2 separate regions of the Zea mays genome follow, and region 1 is linked to region 2. A link is a contact called in public Hi-C data. All regions are on one chromosome and are shown on one strand. The core of a region is the stretch at or near the end of the contact, and the rest is flanking DNA. Distances in the headings are between cores, read along the strand shown.

The links. A called contact is a pair of places that touch in the nucleus more often than the background predicts.
Region 1: a Hi-C map of tassel shows a contact between it and region 2, with 2.6 times the contacts expected there. The contact joins the promoter of LOC100217076 here to the promoter of LOC541986 in region 2. A contact is called at or near these places in 5 of 25 Hi-C or Micro-C datasets (ear, endosperm, leaf and 1 more).

What each region holds. Positions count from the first base shown.
Region 1 is chr1:13,468,567-13,475,517 of Zm-B73-REFERENCE-NAM-5.0, reverse strand. It overlaps LOC100217076, which reads right to left and starts at 4,423. Exons shown (of 7, transcript NM_001348788.1): 1 at 4,295-4,423; 2 at 2,848-3,134; 3 at 2,181-2,262; 4 at 1,645-1,782; 5 at 791-969; 6 at 555-706. The coding sequence starts at 3,077. It overlaps LOC111590578 (a long non-coding RNA gene), which reads left to right and starts at 6,793. Exons shown (of 4, transcript XR_002749714.2): 1 at 6,793-6,878.
Region 2 is chr1:13,068,108-13,075,148 of Zm-B73-REFERENCE-NAM-5.0, reverse strand. LOC541986 (glutathione reductase 1) reads right to left here and starts at 3,216. Exons shown (of 11, transcript NM_001305818.1): 1 at 2,727-3,216; 2 at 1,279-1,504; 3 at 893-1,171; 4 at 621-797; 5 at 372-425; 6 at 138-286. The coding sequence starts at 3,085. LOC103631754 (putative ion channel POLLUX-like 2) reads right to left here. Exons shown (of 24, transcript XM_008653068.4): 15 at 6,580-6,774; 16 at 6,384-6,497; 17 at 6,159-6,251; 18 at 5,952-6,078; 19 at 5,760-5,839; 20 at 5,402-5,449; 21 at 5,246-5,315; 22 at 5,107-5,180; 23 at 4,907-5,017; 24 at 4,273-4,699. The coding sequence ends at 4,580.

The sequences.
Region 1 (6,951 bases), core at 3,174-5,673, 400 kb before region 2:
TGCCTATTTTTCTTAGATTAGCCTTAAAAATTTGCTACTGCAGTCTGCAACAGAAAAATGAATTGGCTCAAACATGCTAGAATTTAAATAAATTGGCTAAAAGGTAAGTTTTGGAAATTAAATTGTATAATGAATCAAGGTATGAAAAAGTTTAGACATCAAAAACCCAAACGGTAACATGGCATGAAATATTGAAATGTATTTCCATCTTTATAAACAATCTAACAAAAAATAAAGTAATAAACCATGTGCTTAACTAATGGAGTGGTAAAAATTGTGATATTCCTACTTTAGACTGAATATAAGTTCAATGGAGCTGCAGTTCGTCAAGAACTGCTAGCAGTAAAGAAAGAAAACACAAAGTTATCAAGTTAAGTATCTATTATGTTTATTCACTCCTTCAAAACCTGGACTTCCACAGGAACAAAATTCAATTTGACACACCAAACACATGGTGCCAATTCAATCAATAACAATCACAACATATGCAGAACAAATAGACAAAGTAGAGCGAGTGGAAACATTTCTCACTAACTTCGCAAATAAGGACCAACCTTCAAGTTGTCGTGGCGTGACATCAAAATCCTGCCACCAAATCTTATCACCATCAGATGGGAGATTCACTTTGAGAAATTTAGCAGCCAAATAGATAGCACCAGCTGCAATATGATGAGGCTCAAACTGCAGGCAAAGCGAAGTACGCAGCCTGTACAGTGCACAACATTAAGTGTAGTAGATACACAACTGTGAACTGTAATTTCAAAAGACAGAAAGGGTAGCACTAGCATACCCATCATTTACAAAATTCCAGGCAACCTGAGGAAGTGGACTTCTTTTATCAATATTGAATCTCCTTATTGCTTCAACCAAGGGCTTATAGGCATGGTTAATATTAAGGTCAAACCCAAGTGTTACAAGTACAACTCGCTCTCCAAGTAAAATAAGTTCTTTTTGTTTATCATAGATTTCCTGCAATAGGCAGTACAAGCACTAATATCAGTTGAAACAACTCTTACATAAATGGCTTTCTTTTGAACCAAATAGAAACTGGTGCATGCAGAAAATAAACTCTATGTAGATTCCGAAGCAGGAAGCGCAAAAGAATAACACTGTCAATAACGTTCATGCTCGACTGCTCGACACAAAGGAGCATAACTTTTTTTATAAAAAAACATTTTCAGGATTAGACAGTTCAGCTTAGATAGCACCTTGGGATGATTTGAGCAACCATAAGCTGATAATGGGGGCATACAATTATACAATGGCAGCTATTGATGGCCATTATCATTTTGTAAGTGAAGGTTGTTAAGCATCATAAACCGTTAAGCATTGATACTAGTAGCATGTGCAATCAAACTCAGGATGATAAGTGGATCTCAACTACTTTTGCATTAAGATTTTGTAGCAAGATTTGAATCTACATATTAAAATGGGGCTAAAACCTAACGTTTTCTTGCATAAATAACTATACAAGAATACAACCACATCCTAGAGGTGTACAACACAATGGGTTACAAAGTTAAAAAAACTAGTTCCAAAATAAAGAGTATGAAACAATATTAGCTGAACCATAATAATCATGCGGTTAAAACTAGACAGTATCAGGACTTCTGGAGCAAAATAAGAAACAACTTACACCATTACCTTCTGTTGCTTGATTCTCTGACTAGCCTTAGGATCATTCTTATTAATAATCCCGTAAGAAACCACGATGACATCCTTCAAAGGTTTAGGTGTTTCTTCAACTTTTCCAGCCAAGAATATACAAACAGTAGCGATTATCTGTGTGGATATTAGATTCAAAAGTATTGGTACCTTTCTTTAGAAACAAAATACATTCCACATGGTGATACCTAGCTTGAAGGAGTAAATCTATATCTAAGTATCTCACTATCAAAGAGTTCACATCATAGTAGATACTAGAAGAATTTGGTTTCTAACACGAATGCAAGAGAAAATGTGAAAAATGAACCTGTAGTTTCTCTTATCAATTACTAAGATCCTGTTAGTAGTCTGGGATACAAAATGGAAAAGCCAAATAATTGAAAACTTGGCAAAAATGAAATTATATCAAAATATAAAAGTTTCTATGGCAATGCAGTTATAACTTATAAAGCTTAAAGGAAATGTTGGCAACCATGGACAACCAAAACTAGAGACAATCATCGAATTAGACTTACTCGTCTATCATTTTTTGCAAGGGATTGACGAAGGTAAAAACGATGACAGAATACCATTGCTGTGGCAATCGTCACTTGGGGCCTAAAAACAGCACAGGTAAGGTAGATTTTACGAGATAAAAGGATGAGCGAAAAGTATTTACTTTGACAAACTTGGTGTGAATGCAGGATCCATTAAATATAATAAAACTTAAAAAACTGAAGGATTCACACAAGGAATGCAAGTTGCATTAAGGTTATATAACCACTGAGGAAATGGCATACTTTAGCAATAACAACCAAGATCAACCACACACACACAAATAAACACCAGCAAAATCTCAAGTATGCCAAAATTTAAATTATGCAATAACAACTATACAAATTTCTCTTCTTGATTATAGTATGAACATCCTTAGTCAAACTTACACAGCTATTTATTGGGAAAAAGATATTTATACATCGTTACCACAAATAATTGTAGATATGTTCATCTCACCACACAAGTAACTATATAAAAATGAGCAAACATAAGCTGATATAGAACACATATTTTGAAAATAATCAGCATCACGGAAACGTCAAAGTAGCACTTCATTTTAAATAGTGTTATTAGAATTTGTAGAAAGTGGAACACAAAGAACAGCCAACAATATATAAGATAAGAAAATAAATGTCCCAATCTTACATTTTAAGCGCCATGCCCAACTCTTGTAGAAACTTGCAATATAACTTCCGAATGCTAGACTCTTTCTTCAAATCGATGCCATCCCTCCTGGATGGAGAGTTTTCCTCTATTTCCCTTCTACTGAAATACCACGATGGACCAAGTTTCCCAGCTTCCTCACGCCTAGCCTGGGATCCATTGGAGCTATTGTCCACAACTCCATGATGTGATGAATCACTTGGCTTAGCCATGTAAGCTTGGTTATATTTGGTACGAATTGATTTGCTCCTCGAACTCCTAATCAGTCTCTGAATAGAGAAAGTGCACCTGGTGTTCAACAGGCACAATGAAATAAAAAAGGACAGCATGGCAGGATGCAGCTTCAGAGTAATGTACAGAGCGGCATGTGCATTTAAACAGACAACCTCAATCCCATAAAAATGAGAAATGAAAGAATGGTATATTGCTTGCCATAACATGCTAGAAGGCCCAAATAATACCATTGTTATTTAAAAGTCGCTTAAGCGCCTTTTAAACGCCTTTCAAGCGCCAAAACGCTGCTAAGTGCCTAAGGCGCTAGAACGTTTCAGGAAAACGCTGCTAAGATCATAGATGGAAGGGAGATTGAGAGTGATGCTTGTGCCATTGTGGTTGTGGGCATGTCATTTTAGTTGATTATGTGCCTGTGGTTGTCACATGTCATTTTAGGCTATCTCCAGCAACTCTCCTATCCCATTCCCTATCCCACCTCCTATTTCAAACTCCACTCTGCAAACAGTGCTATCTACAGTGAAAACGGTGTTTTGCACGACTATATGCACGATCTACTGGACACAGACTTAGAACTTGTGTTTTAGTTGATTGTGTGCTTGTGATTATGGACATGTCATCTTAGAACTTGTTATTATGAGAGGTTGGTATTTCCCTTGATATTATTATGTGAACTTATGTTATATTGATATTTTGTCCATGGTGTTTAAAAAGATGTTTTAAAGCTCACTTAAACGTTTTAAATTCAAAAAGTACTTGCGAGCGCTTCAACGTTTTAACGCTTTAATAACCATGAATAGTACACAATCATGCCGCATTTCATGATGATATTCAAAATTTAAGAATGGGATTGTATGGCTTAAGAGTTAAGACAATCCTACAATTCGTTAATAAGAAAGCATCCCACCTTTAATAATTGGAAAGGTTAACAAACTTCTGATCCCAAGCTAGACCAAATGCACAAAATAATTCACCGCCCCTTTCTTTTCCAGCATTGTCCAACCCCACCACACCCAGGGGCGGACGCAGCAAAAGACATGGGTGTACACCAGATAATGTTTTGCATACAGAATCGAAGTTACTAGGCGTAATCATCTATAAACTTGCAATTAGAACAGATCCGAAAACAAACAGCTTAAGCTAGGGTTTGGGTGGTCGGTTTCGTACAGTAGGAACGGAAGAGAATAAGTGGCCGTACCTGGTGGTGCTTGTCGCCGGCTAAGGGCCCGATGGAACCTGTCGTAGGGCCGGACGGAGACCTGGGCGAGGCCGGCGGCGGCGGTCGCCCAGTCGGCGAAGGAGCGCACGCGTTAGGGGGAACGGGAGACGAAGAGAGCTCCGCCGCATGGATAACCTGGACCGGAGTCCAGGTCCAGGCCTGTTCGGATGAGATCCCACCAAAATTTACATGGGCCTGGAGCAGACTTGACAGTTTTGGTCCATTCCGTGGGTGTCTATAGGCCCATTTCTTTCTACTAGGTGAGTGTCTGTGCGTTGCAACGGGAACATATAATATCATGATTATATATATAGGTATATGTCCGTGCGTTGCAACGGGAATAACAGTGCACACATAGGCCATTGTTTAGTAATGCTAGTAAGAATCAACTCAATAATCATAATAAATATTGAAGTATGCCAGTTTTATTAAAAGAGATCCAAGCAATCCCGACACACGTTTGTATATAAATATTTACGAATTCACATGTACCATGAAGTTGGACAGTCAAAGGTTACATATGCAGACGACGCACACCGTGTTGCTTGTTGTTTATAGCGATGACGCGGAATCCCAACTCTCATCCAGGTGTTCACCAGCATCATCATGCTCTATTCATGTCATGCGTGTTGTAGCCCTGCACGAGCATGACGAAGGACATCATATTCCGCTCTAGCATTCCGACAAACAACCTACACCATATTGAGAGTCTAGTATTTTCACAGAGGCTCCAGAAATACCAAGGCATACTGAAATTTTGTCTCTTCAAGTTGCCACTCACAATCCTTGAATTGCATGTATGGGGTCACAACCTAAATATTGTTATCAGGAAAAAAGATGGTGTAACAACTGATAGCATTAGCAGCTCAATTTCTAGAAAAAGTGAAGCTTAATGTATAGATTACAGGAAACATAGAAGTAACAAGAAGTCATGTGGGCGAGTTGGTCGTTCTAGCCCCCTAAGGTGCAAATCATACCGTTCATTTTATATACTATATAGCAAGTGTTATTAAAATATTTAAATATTGAGCCAAGTCTAAGTAATTTTCTAAAGATTTCAACTCCTCCCTGGGCGTGAAGTCATGTGGGCGTGAAGTCATGGAGGCAGAGACAGTTGTTGCTCCTGCGCCAGAGAGGGGAGGAAAGGCTTCACGCCTCCAAGGTAGCAACAAGGCGTGAGGGGGTAGGAAAGGCTTCACGCCTCCAAGATTTCAGTCGATTCCTTGCCAGAACTATTAAATAAAGGTGTTAATGTGCATGATGAATGCTCACAGTCGATTCCTTGCTAGAACTATTAAATAAAGGTGTTAATGTGCATGATGAATATTCAGTCAATTCCTTTACAGAACTGTTAAAAAAAATAGCCACAAGAGGATATGAGCAGGGTAGGAGTGAACTTAACTTCGTGATGTAGGTGGAGGTGGTCTGCGTACAAGAAAATCCGAAAAACAGAAGCTTGTTGTTACCAAGAACAATTCAGATAGTTGTTTCTATAAATAATTTCACATGTACAGCTTCAATTCAAGATCCTTTCGATAACATTCTCTGGATATAATTGGACAACAAATAAGAAGAAAATCAGTAGCCACAAAATGTACAATAAAGACTACGTGAAAGATAGTTATAAACCTATGATACACATGAATGCGAATTTGTGTTCCTGGGATGAAGAAACATTGTGTGCCTTTGACAAAGACCCTAGCTGCTTTTAAGCCGATAATACTGACATGTTTGACATCCCTACAAATATTTGATCAATAACAACTGATGAAATCGTTAAGTGAAGATAATCTAATGGTGAGTTGTATTGATAAAATATTTTTGTTCACTCTGAGTCAAAACTTATTGTTAACTTTCAAGCCTTCTAATTTCATTCATTATTGGTGAGGTAAAAAATGTTACACTTTATAGATCCCACCAAAATTTACATGGGCCTGGAGCAGACTTGACAGTTTTGGTCCATTCCGTGGGTGTCTATAGGCCCATTTCTTTCTATTAAGCCGATGCGGCTTCCTCCACGTACGCACGGTCCACGTTAGCTGAAAAACCTGAGCCGCACGTCTACACGCCGTTTAGCATCGTCGCCGTACGCGTGGCTACCGGTAGCAATTAGCTGAAAAACCTGAGCCGCACGTCTACACGCCGTTTAGCATCGTCGCCGTACGCGTGGCTGCCGGTAGCTTCTTTTGCTTTACCTGCGCACGTGCCTTGCTCTACCACTACCGTTCTAGCTTCCTCTGGTCAATAAAAAAAAGGAAAACACGCCGGCACCGCCTAGAAGGCTCTCGGTCTGCTTGCTCCTTCTTACCACAACGACCACGCTGCTAGCGCCGACAGCGACGCCGCCGCTGCCTCAACGTGCGTCCAGCCCCCGCCGTCGTCGTTTCTTGGAGGTAAATAGATCCTTTTCAGGCTTCACTTTCCTTTACCCTGTTTGTTGCTCAGTAGAAGGGTCCCAAACTCTGATTGCTTTCCAGTATGGAGACATTGCGTTTGGTTTTGAATCTTTGCAATGGGGTCTCCATGTACACTTGAAAGCCCCCGCCGCCGTCGTTTCTTGGAGGTAAATAGATCCTTTTCAGGCTTCACTTTCCTTTACCCTGTTCGTTGCTCAATAGAAGGGTCCCAAACTCTGA
Region 2 (7,041 bases), core at 1,967-4,466:
AGTGAGATCGATTATGTTTTTAGTAGAAAGCTCAAAGTCTGTTCTAGCTGGATAGGTAAGTCAAATGAGCCATAAGACAGCCACCATGAATATGTGGTGTTCAAGATTCCTGGTGATGATATGATAAATGTAGATACCTGTAATCTGGTTTGGTAGGTTCATTGCCAAAGACAGTTTTCGCAAATGCCCCACCCTCCATCAGTGCAACTGGTGTCAGGTTGACCCTATTGGTAACATCTCCAACAGCCCAAATGGAATCAACTGAGGTACGTGAATACTCATCAACCTAGCACGAAATTGTTGCAAAAGCACCAAAGGTTAGAGCGACAAACAAAATGAGAAACTTGGCACCAGTTATTGTAATAACCTACCACTATTGCACCGTTCTTATCCATTTCAACCCCCACCGCTTCCAGTCCAAGGTTCTACAAGGATTGAAACTATGTCAGGAACTAGAATTAAAAAAACTCGACCTACAAGGCGTAAGAAAGCACTCGAGTATTGTATTAAGAAGAATACCACCTAACCAACTCAGCTAGAGGTCCTTTCACGTCAGGAACTAGAATGAATGAATCAATATGTGTAAAATCTCAAGAACTGCAAGTGCTCTGTGTTACTACCTTTGAATTTGGTCTGCGACCTGTTGCAAACATTACATGTGAGAACCCACCAAAATTTTCTTTATTGGTCTTCAAAGATAACAGACCATCATTTGATTTAGTTATAGCTTGAGGGCTCTGTTCTGTATGAAACGTGATGCCCCTTAAAGACATTTGTTCAGCGACAAAATCTCTAACCTGTGCATTAAAAAAGCAGAACAAAAAATAAACACAGAAGCAATACAGTTTATCTGTTATTAACGATATCTTTGATCTTCTAAATATATGCTCACCTCTTCATCAAATCCTCTTAAAACTTTCTTCTGACGAATAAACACATGGACTTCACTCTTTAAGCCATTGAAAATGCCAGCAAACTCCAAAGCAATATACCCACCTCCCACTATTGCAATTTTCTCAGGTTTTGAAGGCAAATCCAGCGCAGCATCCGAATCTATAACATGCTCTATACCAGGGATATCTGGCATCGATGGTCGGCCACCAACACTAACTAGTATGTGCTTAGCAGTGTAGAGCTTACCATTCACACTGACAGTATGAGGATCGACTATCTGCATTAAGAAAAAGAATACATAACCAAACACGCCTTTTTATACAGTATTCATTTCAGGGAACAGTCTTATCCAATATATAACCTGATATACAAACATCACCCAACCTTTCCACGACCTTCGATCAGAGTGACTCCTGCATTGTTTAAAATATTCCTGTAAATGCCAACCAGGCGCTGCAGCTCTGTATTTTTATTGGCTATGAGAGTGCTCCAATCATGCTTCGGATCAGTCTCATATGTCCATCCAAATCCACGAGACTCTTCAAACTCGTGAGAGTACTTGGATGCGTACACTAGCAATTTCTTTGGAACACATCCACGAAGCACGCATCTGTGATGCAAAAAAAAAGCATTGTGATATACATAAAAAGTCAACAAATAAAGCATATTTCAAGGCTCAATATAGAATTGACTGCTAAGTACCAAGCAGATTTCATATAAATTAGTTTGGTCGCAAACACAGGATAGACAGGCTAAAAGATATTCATAGAAAAATGTCTTACGATAAATGGTTAACAACCTACCAAGAATAGGCAGATTAGAAATTAGATAGACAAAGGAACATTGTAGTAATGTGGTATATTCTGCAACTACATTGTACCACATAAGCATTTTGCATCTCCTCAACATTTAGTAATATGCATAGGGTCATCAAATCAAATGTGAGGTCCAGTTCTGTCCAAAATTATTAAGCTGCAAATGCTGAAACTTAGTAACCAGGTTCCCGGATCGATGAGCTCGAGGAATGGGAATGTGGTATGTTGTACTCTACTAAAACTGGGTTCTAACACTACGGGAACGAGATTGTTCCCAGAACGAGGAATGTGGCCAAGTTCCACGTTCTTGGTTTCTAAGTGCTGAAACAGGCTATATTACAGTGGCACAGGCAAGACAGAAGGGCTTGCAATTTCTGAAGGTGAGCCTATTGTACATCCAAAAAAAATAATCAATTAACACTCTAGTAGAAACAGCAAATTTTCAAGCGTTTATCAAAAGTTGCACACACTTTTGATAAAAGTCTCACACTTCAATTAACATTCTAGCAGAATCAGAGTTTTATGAGCACATATTTGCTACTGTACAAAAGTTGGAATGACCACAAATTGTGCAAGTGAAAATCATGTAGCTCAAACACTGATGTAACATCAGGCCAACATCTCCATCACAAAAAGTGACATCATCAGTCAATAATCAGACCCAAAAAAATCATAAAAATAATATTATGCCATTTGATGTGCGATTGCATTTAGTGTTCTCGGTCCAAATACGCGTTCAAAAAAACTATTAATGCACATGGTAGTAACACAGAGGTGTAGTCCCAACAAAAACATCTCGCCGCCAAACAACACTGTCAATTAAATGCGCAGTCACCAGTCAGTTTGCTAGGCAATCACCCTCCAGTTGTTATCACTGCATGAGAAGTTCATGCCAACCGTGTGAATGGCAGATGCAAAACTGAAGCAAACTATGTGGCGAAGGCACGATCAGGCCAAGCAAAAATACACGGAGTACATGCCAAATACAGTAGATGAACAAGAGAGGCATCCACTTACGTGCCGCCGAGGCCACCGAGCTCGTCCGAGGCGATCGTGGCGAAGGGCATCTCGCAGATGGCGACGCGCGAGCCGTAGAGCGCGGAGGCGAAGCGCGACGCGCGGACGCCGCCGCTCCCGGCACCGATGGTGAAGAGGTCGTAGTCGTACTCCCCCTCAACGGAGGCGCCATTGGGCGCCGCCGCAGCGGACGCCGAGACGTGGCGGCGGCAGGGGTGGGCCAGCCTCGGGAGCGCCGCGAGGGAGGGGAGGCGGAGGAAGCCCCCGCGGAGCTGGTGAGCCCCGCGCGAGGAGAGGGTGCGGGTCAGGGTCTGCAGCGTGGAGGAGCAGGAGAAGGGGAGCGTCGCGTGCGCCGCCATGGCTGGCTCCTCGCCGCTGCGGCGGCAGCGGCGCCGCTTCCGAGAGAGTAGGGGAGGGGAGGGGAGGGGAGGGGAGGGTGCGGATAGGCGTGGCGAGGCCTGGCCAGATAGACGGTTCGTCTGGTGTAGTGGTGTGTGTGGACTGTGGAATGCGTCTTCCTCCGGTCTAAAGGCCCCCGCTAATCAACTGTGAAGGCGTAGTTTACGATCCTCTAAGAGAGAGTTTACGTAAACGAATTTGCGAGGCGGATCCACGGATACTGCGACGTTTGTCTTGCTGACCTCCAGGCTCCAGCCCAATGCTTTCACTGATCAAAACGAATTTGCCGAGGGATTTTTACCACGTCACTGCTGAAAATGATGTCCAGGAGTCAGAACAGCTCCTCAAAACGACTCCGCCGCCTCATTTGTTCTTGATACTGAACACTAATACCGCCGTCAGTCTCGAGTTTCTTTGTAGAATCCGAAGCAGATGCTGGTAGAATTGGCAGTGGCTCCATCCATCAGTTTAGGTCCGGATTTCAATTTCAGGCAGCGTGCATTGCTGCAGCGGAGTCTTGCGCATTCCAGTATTTTTACTTATCCCTTCTTTCTTTTTATTAAATTAAGAAAAAGGTGTGCGTTCCAGCTGGGAGATACTTCATGATCATGGCCAATTGGCCACCAAGCTTCACTCCAAAGGCATTTCCCGCTGGAGTTCCATGTTCCTCGTCCAGACATCTAGCATCCAACTTTGGGCAGTATGTGTCATTCCTTCCGATCATGCCACGATAAGATGTTGTCAACGAAGCATCCATCAAGCAGAAGCATCAAAATGATGTCCTCGTCTCTCAGTAACTGGCTCAGATATAGCAGCCTGAATGGCTTTCTGTCGATCGTTGTGCGTCAGTATAGGTTTGGGAGCATCTCATGATGGCATGTATATATGCGGAGATGCAGCCTGTAGGTAAAAGAAATGGACAAGCAAGAGAAGAAGAATATTTAACAGACCTCTTAGATCCCAAAAGGCTGAAGCAGTGGCTTGGTTAATGAAGCAAAGTGTAAAACAAACTTTTCTTGTGCCAAATGCTAGAGGCGACGAATTTATCTCCCAAAGAGAACAGCAAGGCCATACCTAGCTGATTTTGTCTAGCTCAGGACTAAAAAAATGGAAACATTGTATTCATTAGTCAGAAGGAAACAACAAGGAACATAGTCAATCAATTTTCCTTCATCCTTCCTTTATTCAGACATCTGTACCATACAAGTTGCCTGTGTTATTCACTATGTTTACAGATAAATAGAAAAGATTCTGCGGTTAAACTGTGCAGTAAAATATTTGCATCAAAGAAGTTCTACGGCTATGGGAGGAACAAAACTTGATTTGTGGCCTTTAAACTATATTTTGCTTTCCCTTTGTACAAAAAGAAAAGGATTATAAACAGGTTATATGTCATCTCTTCATGGTAGCAAGAGTTGTTAGAGTTTCTGTGAAGAGATATAAAGCTGAAAATTTCATCCTGAAGTTTCTCCGCCCATCATAATTGGTTGTTCACCTTCAAACTCCGATATCACAATGAGCGAATCATTCATTTCAAGGGACAGCGGCTCCGATTTGTTGATAGGATTAATATGCTGCCATGGGACAAAGTAAATATTCGTTATCAGCACCTAGCAGATTATAGCTGCTCACATTCAAAATGACCAAGAACCTCATGTCTAAGCAAATCAGGTCAATAGAATTTTAATGGCATCTGAACAAAAAGATGATCTTAACAAGACCTTGTGTACTTAGAACATAATTTCCACACAAACTGACAAATAACAAAGAAAACAAATTACCTGCTTGCCGTCCTTGATGTAACCAATCGCAACTTCACGGCGTAAAACTGCTCTTTCAGAGAGCTCCAAGAATGATATTTTCTCTCCTTCCTTCATGTACAGCCCAATTTCCTAAAATGAAATAAACGCAGCAGTGTACATGCTTTAAGGACCACAGGCAGGCTATAATGTGCTGGGAACACCAACTATAGCAATAGTACCTTAATATAGATCTCATCGCCTTCAGCGTTCAGGATATCCTTCCATACTTCATTCAGCTCACTACTTTCCGCAACTACATTCCATTGTTATCATTAGGAAAAGAACTTGAAAGAAAATGAAACAAAACAGATAACCAACCTTGTGCTGTCACACGACTCATTATTTCCTCTGCTCCAATAAATGAAAGGGATGGTCTTATTTTAGATATCTATATAAAATGAAGAAGTCAAGATTTTTTTCCAAATTTAAATATTTCCACGGCTTGAGCAATTTAATATATTAGAAAATTCTTACTTGTTTTCCTAGTCCCATGTCAACGATTTCTGATACAAGATTCTCAACCTAAAAAGCATTTCAAATGAAAATCAGATGACAAAAAAAATGGTGTCTTTTTGGACTTAGAGTAGGAATATTTATATTTATAAGAAAAAAACATTGGATAATGGCTAATTGAACCACATCAGGATCCAATTTAAGTTATGCTGTCAAGGGAGAACAAAGAATAAAGTAGCATCATGGAACCGATTGTATCTCACTAAATGGCTTGTTTATTCTTGGTCACATTTGAGATTAATAGATACTTTGATGCGAACGTGCAGGTTCAGTTATTGCATTATAAACATTATTACTGAAGTGTTAGTTAGGAGCTGACCATAACGCCATGTTTCTGGCAAATGTTTTCAGCAAGAAGAAGGGTGTATGCCAACTGTTTATCAGCCTGTGCAGCATCTGCTGGAACCAAAGTTACAAATAAAACTTCACTTATAATAATTATCATATGATGATAAAAAATACCATCACCGATGATGATAACAGATAAACATCCTCGTTAATTTACTGGTACCTCCAACAAACCAGTCTCTGTCAGATATCACAACTATTGACAGTGGAACCTCTTTATCTGACTTGGCAGATTCTCGTACGTTAATTATTGTTTCCTTCAGAGTATCGTAGTTCAAAGGACACCCCACCTGTATTGGTATGTTTTGAGATAAAATTGAAACTTTTTGTCTGTCCATGAACACTAACAAAGTTAGAGACTGAGAGATACCCGGTGAGTAACTTTAACATTTTTAAGCTGGCTCTGCAAAAGGGGGTTGATGATACTGCTCCTCTCTTTAATAGGGGTTTCCGACAAGATTTCCTGCACATTTAACTAACTTCATTAGTAAAATTATACCCTAACTTTTGTATGGGAGTACAGGTATAACCATATGAACCATGATTAAAATGTGAGTAGCACAATTTGTTTATTTTTGTCACTGTGCCTACATACCACTGTACTACCAGGTCCAAGGTAATTATCGTACTCCCGTATCATTTCGGTAACTTTTGGCCGCCAACCAACAATAAGTACACATTCCTTGGGTCCAAGCATATAATCACTGCTCTGCATAAAATTAACCGCAGATGAACCCAATAATTTGGAAAGCAATGAATTACCATAGATGCATCCTTATACCAAACTTTACCTTAGAAAGAGATTTCAAGGGGCGCTTTACAATGTTATTTAGCCGTGTTTCATTATCCATGGTAGTAGCCATATTAAATGATCCTTGACCCTCTCTTGGCTCTGAGTTACGACTCAATGTTTGTGTTTCTTTCCGTACACTTAATGCTCTATATTGTGGTCTTTTCATCCCACGAACAGGAGCAATAAGAAGCAACTGTGAAGCGGGAAAAGAAAGAAAGAAAGAAAATCAAGAGCACATCAAGTCATCATTCTGAATATAAAATGTCAGGCATCTACTCATGATTGATGCTAAAAAATTGGTTTTCAAGTTGATGAAGCTGTCTTTTTACATATACTACTCTTTATTTTGCAATGAAATTAGTTTTCACTCATTAGAGAAAAAACTGAGTTGCTTCCCTTTGGTTGCTTAATGAACCATGATGTATACCCTCTCTTTATATAGAAGAGTTCACCTTAAGTA